3 separate regions of the Mus musculus genome follow, and regions 2 and 3 are each linked to region 1. A link is a contact called in public ChIA-PET data. All regions are on one chromosome and are shown on one strand. The core of a region is the stretch at or near the end of the contact, and the rest is flanking DNA. Distances in the headings are between cores, read along the strand shown. Region 1 has its middle 7.7 kb from the start of Zc3h12d. Region 2 has its middle 34 kb from the start of Ulbp1. Region 3 has its middle 46 kb from the start of Gm30906.

Region 1 (3,373 bases), core at 349-2,848:
GAATCATTAGCACCCTCAAGCTGCTACCGTGTGCTGCAGCATCATTGTCATGCGGAGGCTGTGGACACAGGCTCCCAAACAGAGCAAGTGTCGAGATGAGACATCACGTTATTTCCTGTGAGCATGCGAGGGGGTAAGGCAATGAATCTGTGCCTTTGGTTTGTGAATAGTAGATGATTATCAATGTAACAGTGAAACAACCCTTCTGAAGGTAAAGATATCTGCCGTCCAATGAGATTACAGTAAGACAAGGCTCCACTGCATGCCGTGTGTATGAAGATGAGTTGCACAGGGCGACTGCCCCCAAGACAGTATGAGAAGTGGCCCACTATGGGACTAGAGACCACGTTAACTAGGGAGCTCTACTAATCCTGCTCCCAGTGTATCAAAGTCTCGCCCAAACCACACCCATCTGTAGCCACTCCAGACCCTTGAACTGCTGGCCTTCGTCAATGAGTGATCGTGGAGCAGAGACCATAGACTTTTTGTGATTTTTATTATTATTATTATTGATGGAAGGCCCATTCTATGTCTCAAATCCAGACTTCTGCACCTACTCTGGGAAAGTAACTTGGATTAAATCTGGTTTGGGGTTGCACGAGGCGCGAATATGGAATGAGTTATGTTCAAAGCAATGGGGGCTGTGGAACCAGCCTGTTGCAGAACCCACTTTCCTTGGCTACACTCTACCACTTTCCTCCTTAGGAATGTGCTCAGCTTCTCTACCGCCTAAGAATCAAATGCAGGCTTTCTGGATTTGCTTCCCGCTCCCTCCTGTCTGTGGGCCCTTCCTTTCTCTTTATAATCCTCTGCTTTGGTCAGCCCATCACCACGTGTTCCCATAGTTTTCTGCTCCTACATCTGGCACCGACCTTTTTGTTTCTGAATCAAGCTTCCCAACTGGAAAGCCAAGCCTCTCCACCACACCAAGGAAACAGTACAAAGCAAAACTGTTTTCAGGAACCAGGGGTCACTGTGGTAGAGTTCTAGAATTCTAGCCGCATCCCCCAACTTCTCTTTTTATACACACTATTGCTAATATGTTACTGTGTGGGTCAGCTTCCCAGCAATCCAAAGGGAATACCATCAACACAGGTTTTAAAAAAATCATTGAGTTGGCTGAGCAGTGGCACACACCTTTAATCCCAGAACAACTCAAGAAGGCAGAGGCTGGCTGATCTTTGTATTCAAGGCCAGCCTGGTCTACTGAGCAAGTTCTGGGACAGCCAGAAAAACCCTATCTCAAAAAAAAAAAAAAAAAAAAAAAATCACATATATTTAGTGTGTGCTTGCAGACGTCACGGGGCACATGTAGAACCCAAGGGTCAAATCCAAGCTTGGTGACATGCGTCTTTACTGGATGAGGTGCTTGGCAGCCCTCACAATACCATTTTTAAACTGCACAATGAAAACACTCAACAGCTCACCCGTCTGCCTGCTCAAACGAACAAGGAATAGAGGAGGCGAAATGTAAGACTGCTAACTCTTAGCATTACTCATATTTCCCAGACCTGGGTGGGTTATAAACACGTAGGAATAAAGACCAGCAAGAATAACTGGTGTTATTTGCTTTGACACAGAGTCCGTTTTGAAAAGAAGGGGATCTCCACATGATCACTTAACAGGAAACAACCTTCTCTCAAGTTTCCCATCAAAGCATAGTCTCCTAGCAACAGCCACTTAAAGGTGAAGCTTCTGAGATTTCGATTTTACTATCTGTTATGTATTCTCTGTGACTCAACCTTCCAGGTATGAAATGTCAAACTTAGATTAAATTTCCACTGACCAAAATTCAGTTTATTAAAGGAACTGGTCCAACTGCTGAGACAACACGGAGGTTCTCACTCAGCCTCTCAGCCTACTAAAGAACTATTAAGAGTGCTGGCCAAAGTCTTTGAAAATTCAACTGGTAAAAGATTAACACCCTAGCCGGGTGGTGGTGGTACCCGCCTTTAGTCCCAGCACTGGGGGGGGGGGGGGGGGCAGAGGCAGGCAGATTTCTGAGTTCGAGGCCAGCCTGGTCTACAAAGTGAGTTCCAGGACAGCCAGGGCTATACAGAGAATCCCTGTCTCAGAAAACAAACAAACAAACAAACAAACAAACAAAAAGATTAACAGCCTAAACTGAAGCTGTATTAATGAGCAATCTGGGGTTTGAAGTAACTACTTTAATGCAAAATGTACTTGCTGTTGTTTTTTGTTTTTTGTTTTTTTTTTTTTCCCAAAAGCCAATGGAAAATCACCGAAAGCTGGTTTCATCTAGTACAGTGGGAGGTAGAAGATTCTCCTTTCAATGGCAGCACCTAAGAGGGAAAGGTGGGGCTCACCTAAACCCTGAAGCCAAATCTGAGACAGAAATTATGGGGCACTTCACCTAGATATACGCAGTAGTAATTCAGATTACTGCCCCATATCTCATCAAGACACATAACCAGGTTATGACTAAAATTATAATTAAAATCACCTAGTGAGACTGGGCATAGTAGTGCATACTCTTAATCCAGCATTTGGAAGGCAGAGACAGGCAGATCTCTAGGAGTTCAAGGCCAAGGCCTGGACTACATAGTGAGTTCCAGGCCACCAAGGCTACACAGTCTCAAAAACAAAGAATGGAAGTCCGCTGGTAGAGGGCTTGTTTAGCAGTCCTTAAAACCACATAATACAGGCGTGGTGGTACACATTTATAACTCCAGATCTCTGCAAATTTGGACAGGAGGTCCAGAAGTTCAACCTCATACTCGGCTAGGTTTGAGGTCAGGCTGGGTTACAAATAACCCCATTAAAGTAAAACAATAAAATAAAAACAATAAAACTAAACAAAAAAAAAGGGGGGGGGGGAAACCACCTGGTTAAAACAACAGCTTCAGCCAGGCATGGTGGCGCACACCTTTAATCCCAGCACTCGGGAGGCAGAGGCAGGCAGATTTCTGAGTTTGAGGCCAGCCTGGTCTACAAAGTGAGTTCCAGGATAGCCAGGGCTACACAGAGAAACCCTGTCTTGAAAATCAAAAAAACAAAACAAAAACAAACAAACAAAACAAAACAAAAAACAAAAAAACCCCACAGCTTCTCAAAAGAAATCCTCATATATTGTCTTTGGGAATGTGAATTATTATAGCCATTATGGAAAACAGTAGAGATATTTTGGGGGACAAACTTTGAAGATGTACTACTATGATCCAGCAGTGTAAAGGGTTTGTTTGCAAACTGCAGAGCTGCCTGTGCTTCCAGCTGAGACACAAAATACACACACTCGCCTAATAACAACAGAGAGAACACATGCCATCTAGACACACAGGATACTCTTTATCCTTTAGGAAGGAAAGGCATTTGCAACATGGGTGAACCTGGACAACATTAATACTGAGTGATA
Region 2 (3,373 bases), core at 317-2,816, 390 kb after region 1:
TATTCTCTCCATCGGAAATTCATTGCTTTGCCTACATACAACCATTAGCACACTTTTTGGCTGCTTCCTTCCTTTGCTAGACTGCTGACATAATTTAGGCTTCTTTTTTTCCTGGAAGGTTTAAAGTCCTGAACACAGGAAACCTCATCATGTTTTGTATGTTACAAAATGGGTTTAGATGTACAATATTATCAACATTGTTATTGGTTTATGGCTTTTTGACACCTAGCTTCAATAACCTAGCGACATTGTTTGTATAATGCCGATATTTGCTTTTTCTTCCCAAATTTAAAACAATCTAATGTGTTACATTTGCTTTTATCTCATGAATTAAAACAAATTTCCACTAACTTTGTCTGTTCTCTTACTTATCAGTCTATTTAAGTTAAAGCCTTTCAGGAAAGGACTTATGCAAACCTTAGTGCATAGCATTGATCTACAGGTACAGAACATATAAATCAAATCAAAGACACAGGATAGAGCTGAGCCAGGCCACAAAATAACACAAAAGCATTGTATCTGTGAACAGGAGTTCACAGAAAGAGCTAGACCTACAAAAGCCAATTGACTGAGTAGATCCTCAAAGATGTGAGATGCTAGGACACCACAGGCTCAAAGATATATTGTCTTGGTTCATCTTTAGCCCACTTAGTACTGCCTACTATACTGCCTACTATAGTTGGTGCCCTAACATTATTATGAATATTAGATACAATCTGAGAAAGTGTGAACAGCCCCTCTGGATTCCCCCAATCTAAAAAGCTAAAATTTTAGCAAATACCATCTGAGCACCAGAGGTAAGATTTCCAAGACTTGATATAACCTATCTGTGGTATACACCAAATGATGTATTTGAAATATTATTGATTTGTGTCTTTCCTTGTGTCTTTAGTATAAAAAGTTAATAAAACTGCTATCACATAAACTTGTAGATTATCTAACTTTGGGCTCATTCTTGTAGACTGGACATGGTCTTTAATATTTACCTCCAGAATAAAGATTTCTTACCCTTTGGAGGGACGGTTTCTCCTTTTATCCACATGGAAGCATCTCTCAGCACTGTAATAGGAAATGAGAAGACCACATACCATAATCAGTTTTTAACAGACTAGACCCTTAGTAGGGACAAGGTAGAAGATGGAGACCTCAGACACAGAGCTTACACAGAACCTTGAGAGGGGCACAGTGAAGTAAAGGAAGGAAAAATGAAGCCACTTTTGGTGGTGTGGGTTAGAAAGCAAGTTCCTCTACTATTGGCAGGAAATCTTTGCTGGAGAGAAGGCAGCTTCTAATTGTTCCCTCAGTTTCTTCTATACAATGTTCTACAGTAAGGGTGAAGGAAAGCCCACATCTAGGCAGGGGAAGGAGCATATGAGAGGGCTCTGTAGACTGAGGCTGAGAGGGGACAGAGCAAAATCAAGAGGAGATCACAGGGTGGGAGACTGGAAAGAAGAGGATCTACTGAGAAACAAAGGGTAGCTTTCTTACACTTGAGGATCCTGTCACACAGCCATGAGGGCTAGCTGCAAGTATCACAGAATCCTTGCCTGAATTGTGACCAGAGAGGTATAACTTACAGGAAACACCTGAAATGCCATCAGCAAGCCCCTGGTGTTACAAAGGAAATACGTGTTTCCTGTAGAATAACTTGAACATCAAATCTCACCAGTTTTTGAGAGTACATCCTGGATGAATTAGAAAGCACAGTAGCCAAGAGGCAGAGTTGCTCCTACCCAAGATACAACACTGAGCCTGAAAGTGCCCATTAGGTTGTCAGATCTACGGTCTCCATTGTTGTTCACAAACCATGTCTTCTTTGTGAGCACACACTTTTCATCCACAATTTGATTTTGGTCATATTGTTTCATCACAACAATAGTAACCCAAACTAGTACAGAAATTGGTACAGAATTGTAGGGTATTGCTGTCACAGACCTGATGATGTACTGTGGACAGGATTGTGGAAGAACTTTGAGACTTTGGGCTAGAAAGGTCACTGAGTGTTGAGAGCTCAGTGAGCTCTTCTGGAATAGCTTGGAAGAGAAGATTTTTTAGATCAGTGCAGATGGTAGAGGCATCTTGTGAAGTTTTCGAGGGAAGCAAAGTCTTTACTATGCCATTGATACAAAGAGTCTGTGGTATCTGCCCAGCTAGTGCAGAAGAATGGGTTGTGATTTACAAGAGATGAGAACAAGTAAAGTAAAACTGCTTTGCTTGGACAATGGATGCTGTCAGCTGGGTCTAAAGATCATTGAGGGGAAGTCTTCTAGGAAGGGTTTCCTAGAGAAGTGAGAGAGAGAATGAGGAGATTCTCACAGTACATTCAGGTTCCTGGAAATGAGTGTAGCTCTCCCTTCACCAGTAGAGGACACATATGAAAAAGTCATTAGCACATAAGCAGTGCAAAAAAGTCTGAGAGTCATTCATGAGCTTATACTGTGATACTAGCTGACAAATACCGGTGGTGCAGACTCAAACCTGGAGGGCATTGGATCTCCCTACCAAGTCTCCTGAGACAGAAATCTTCAGCTGTGCATGGACAAGAACCACCACAAACAACAGAGGAAAAGGAGGAAGGCAAGAAGAGAGTTTCCCAACTAGGACACCAATGGTTTGCCTCATGGGGATGATCTAAAAGCATGGGAAACACATTTCCCAAATGAAACATGTATATCACTCCATCCAAGAGTCAGGAAATGTGTCATCAGAGGAGAAGAAAAGGATGTGAGAGCAAGACTGGATGGAATGATGGGAAATCCTGTTCTCCAGCCATAAGCTCATCGTTGCACTGCTGAACTCTCAGCAGCTCTGAGAATTTGCTTGATATCTCCGCAAGATCAGGCCTGTAACACACACACACACACACACACACACACACACACACACACACACACACATGATAGAGAGGGGGGAGCACCTTAAAGAAAGACATGTAGAAAGAATGGAAAGAGAGACTGATACAAGGGTTGATATGACTGATTTATATCTTACACATACATGAAGATGCCATAATAAAACCAATTGTTTTGGTGACTTTCCCATCAAACAGCTGCATGACACAGATCACCAACATATTCATCCCTGCCCTTTCTGCAGAATCTTGGTGAAGGCAGTTATTTGAGCATATTGTCTAATATGGAATTACCCAAAAGGTAATGACCTCTGTGAGACTCAGATCATGTATCACCAAGGCCTGTGTCTTCACACCAAAAAATGCCTTCCAGGATTGAGACTGTGTGTAAGACAACTAATGTAAAATCTAACAAAGTCTAGAGTATTCCCTGTAGTGTGTAGGAAAAAGTCAGGTACTTGCTGGTTGTATTACCTGAGGTCAAATAATAGGCCCTTCACTTGAGACCTTAAGGGCTTGGAG
Region 3 (3,373 bases), core at 302-2,801, 310 kb before region 1:
GGATGGGAAATTTGAATACAGGATACATAGTATGGAGGTAGCCTGCACTACACAGTGAGATGGAGGGAGGAAGAAATGGACTCTAAATAGCATATGAAAAGGTTTATGAAAGGTGCACCCCAAAAGTCCACTGGCAGATTCTATACTGCAAATGTGGCCAGCACTTGCCAAGTTCTTCCACAGGGTGAGTGAAGCCAGCCTATGCAGAAGAGGAAGGTTGATCTGGGAGACGGTCAGTGGGCAAGGTCAGTGGCTGCTCTTCCGAAGGAACCAGGTTTGAATCCCAGCACCCACATGGTGGCTCACAACCATCTGTAACTCTGGTTCCAAGGGATCCGATGCTCTCTTCTGATCTCCATGGAAACCAGGCATGCATGTGATACACATACATATATGCAGGTAAATGTCCATTCATAGACAAGGAAAGAGAACAGACAGAGATAGAGCCCAGTCTCCCAAGAGCACACACGCCCAGAGGCTGGGGTGTAAGGATACGAAACAGAAGTGAACAACACTCAGGCAGAAAAGGAAGGTCTCTAGGTTTGCATACTTGTGGAAGGACTTTCCCCACTGTCAAACCAAGACATCATTACCTGTCTTAGGAAAGCCCATTTCACTGATTCTGAAAACGCCAAAACCACCATCCTGAGTATAGATTTTGCAAACAAAAGATCCCCTGCCCTCACAGGAACCACCTCTCTTCCAGTGCCTAAGTCAGTAGAGAGCTCGATTTTGTAGCTACATCTTCCAAAGACCTATCTTTGCCTGTTCTGCCGCCTCCACACTGGGGCCTGCTGTCACCACTAGTAACACTTGTCTTCCTCTACCGCCTCTTCTATGAATGTGGCGTGCAATAAGCTTCGAGATAATCTGAAATCAAAGGAGCCTGATGTGCTGCGCAGGGGAAGAATGGAAAGAGAGACTCCTTCGAGTATAGGCGTGGGCTTACTGGTTCCTCCGCTGTACACTGAGCCCTTTTTCTGCCCGAAGTCAGAAGCAGCGTTTGGGTGATAATTCAATTGCTCTCATTCTCCAGTGGCTGTTAAAGGCTCTCTTTTCTTTTGAGCGATGGATCATATTTCTCTCTTATCTTCAGTCATTTCTGGGCTGCGCTTACCAGATAAGGGCCCCACTCCCCCTGCTCCCCACCATCTTAAAAGATTTCCCTGCCGAGTTTTATCAGCGTGAGTGCCGCACAGAGTGCATTCTGACAATGTTCAGGGCCGTTTGTTTCCAAGTCTCACAAGACTTTCTGACTTCCAAAGGAGTAGAGCTGCCAATAAAGTCCCTAGACTTCAGCCTCAGGAACAGGGAAGGGGAACGAACCAACAGAAATACCTGGAATTTATAAGGGAAATGTTTCGTGACCTTTGTTTTTAAAAGCAGGTTTTGGGGGGAGCCAGAAAATTCCCCTAGAGTGGTTTCATAGAGAAAACAGTACACCTCAGGTTTGAAAACAGGAAAAGGTGAGAGAGTGGTCACTGCTCGATCATCGCAAGAGCAGGGGAAATTGGTCTGAGGCAAACAGTTCTCAGAAAAAGCAACAGTTTCTTGACGGTGAGTGTTTAGATGGTTTTGACACCCTCCAAGCGAGGGCCAGACTCAAGTCCACACTCTGGAGGACTCTGAAAGCCAAAGTAGGTCAGGGGACAGTCTTGGAACTTAGAATAAACGTGAAAGCCATCGTGGGGACAATGTCCCTGTGAGAGCTATTGGGATGAAAACTTGAAATAAGATAGAATGAACTGCTGCATCATGACAACACAGAAGGAGACTGGGAGGAGACTGGGAGGAGACTGGGAGTAAGGAAGCTCACAGGACTGGAGTCTTCAAAAGAGATTCGAGTAGACTGAATTTGACCTGCTAATTAAAAAATGTATGTTAAGGTTTCTAGAGGAACACTGAGAAACTAAAACCAGAGCCTCTAAGTGCCAAATTAATGTGAGGACAGCAGTATAGGAAAGAGAATTTAATGTCACTATATTGCTTATATCGATTGTTTTAAATTTTTGAAGTCAGCATCCAGTTTCCTAGGGTAATCTTGAAAAACAACACAACCAACCCAGGGAAAGAAAAAAAAATGAGAATAACAAGAACAGAAAATTTGAAGCTGATTAAAATAAACACTTCAAAGATCTAGATGTGCAAAATTGTATCTTGATATAGATCAATAGAAAGAAAGATGCACTGCAAAAGAGCTTGAGGAAAAGGGACAAAAGACAGAAATAACAAATATTAAGTCTAAAAAAAATCAAATTATATATATAGGACAAGTTCATATATAATAAAAGTGAGCAGATTGAAAACACCATCCTTGAGGTTTTAAATGAAATAGAAGTGTTCCTTAAAAAGTAGAAATAACAAAAGATGCTTTGGGCAATAATAGCAAATATAGATGATTTGTTAACTGTTAATAAATTAAATTGGAATTTTAAAAACCTTCCCACATTAACCTTGAGTGGTCCTAAGGGAACAATGTCCTCTCACTTAGGGACCGATAGTCTCAGTCTTAGCCAACCTCGTCCTCTCTCCAGGAAGCAGGCAAACAGCAAATGGTATCTCAGCTTATTTTACTCCATAATAATTGTTTTTGATTTTAAAATTTTAAATTCATAAAAATAGAAGCAAAACCAAAGTGTTGACAAACAGAATCCTATCTTCCATGACCCTACGTGACACCTTACATCATAATCAAATTAGATTTATGTTAGGATGTAAGAGTATTAGGTAGAAGTCAGAAAATCTATTCATACAACTAACGTGACACATGAAAGGGGAGGGGTTGGTCATCTTAGTAGATTCAGAAAAAGCATCTAGTGAAATTCAACACAGTACACCAATATGACTAAATCTGATAAAAGATATTAATAAAAAAATAGCAATAGGATGGGGAGATGGGTCTGTGTGTGGACCCATTAGCTGTGTAAGTCTGCACACCAGTGTTCATATCCCCAGAACCACATACAGCTGGACATGGTGGCTTGCATCTGTAACCACACAGCTCCTGCTGCAAGGTGGAGAGAGAACTCAGGAGTCGCCACACGATCTCCAGTCAGCCAGCCTGTCGAGAACAATGAAAGGCCCTGTCTCACACGAGGTGAAAGGCAAGAACTGATATTTGAGGTTGTCTCCTGACCTCCGCATGTGTGTCCTAGTACATGCATGCCCGTCCCCTAAATACATACATGAGCCTTAAAAAAAAAATAAATAGAAGGACATGCTAACTTCATAGGTCAGAGAGTTCAGTTTTGCAAGGATATCAGTTTCTATGTAACAGATTCATGGATTGATTAAGTTGATTACCACATAATTTTTCTTGGAAATTGGTACAGTAATTCTGAAATTCATATGAAGGCGCAAAGTCCTTACAACA

Evidence for each region. ChIA-PET counts read pairs in DNA pulled down with a chosen protein or histone mark.
Region 2: a contact with region 1 is called in an RNA polymerase II ChIA-PET map of memory CD8 T cells, with 11 read pairs. The contact joins two enhancer-like sites. A contact is called at or near these places in 3 of 39 promoter capture datasets (embryonic stem cells and stem cell-derived epiblast-like cells) and 1 of 115 datasets of contacts at active chromatin or transcription factors (memory CD8 T cells).
Region 3: an RNA polymerase II ChIA-PET map of memory CD8 T cells shows a contact between it and region 1, with 97 read pairs. The contact joins two enhancer-like sites. A contact is called at or near these places in 15 of 39 promoter capture datasets (the 3T3-L1 cell line, the C10 cell line, the HPC-7 cell line and 9 more), 2 of 484 Hi-C or Micro-C datasets (Th1 cells and regulatory T cells), 1 of 115 datasets of contacts at active chromatin or transcription factors (memory CD8 T cells) and 1 of 9 other capture datasets (adipose tissue).

What each region holds. Positions count from the first base shown.
Region 1 is chr10:7,823,051-7,826,423 of GRCm38.p6, reverse strand. No RefSeq gene overlaps it. Among named protein-coding and RNA genes, the nearest start is that of Zc3h12d, 7.7 kb to the left of the region's middle. Within about 2 kb of position 1,598, at least 47 of the 459 cell types and tissues checked have an H3K27ac peak or open chromatin away from gene starts, as enhancers often do. A contact at or near this core is called in Th1 cells, memory CD8 T cells and regulatory T cells, where this site is marked.
Region 2 is chr10:7,437,339-7,440,711 of GRCm38.p6, reverse strand. No RefSeq gene overlaps it. Among named protein-coding and RNA genes, the nearest start is that of Ulbp1, 34 kb to the left of the region's middle. Within about 2 kb of position 1,566, at least 18 of the 459 cell types and tissues checked have an H3K27ac peak or open chromatin away from gene starts, as enhancers often do. A contact at or near this core is called in memory CD8 T cells, where this site is marked.
Region 3 is chr10:8,128,374-8,131,746 of GRCm38.p6, reverse strand. No RefSeq gene overlaps it. Among named protein-coding and RNA genes, the nearest start is that of Gm30906, 46 kb to the left of the region's middle. Within about 2 kb of position 1,551, at least 55 of the 459 cell types and tissues checked have an H3K27ac peak or open chromatin away from gene starts, as enhancers often do. A contact at or near this core is called in Th1 cells, memory CD8 T cells and regulatory T cells, where this site is marked.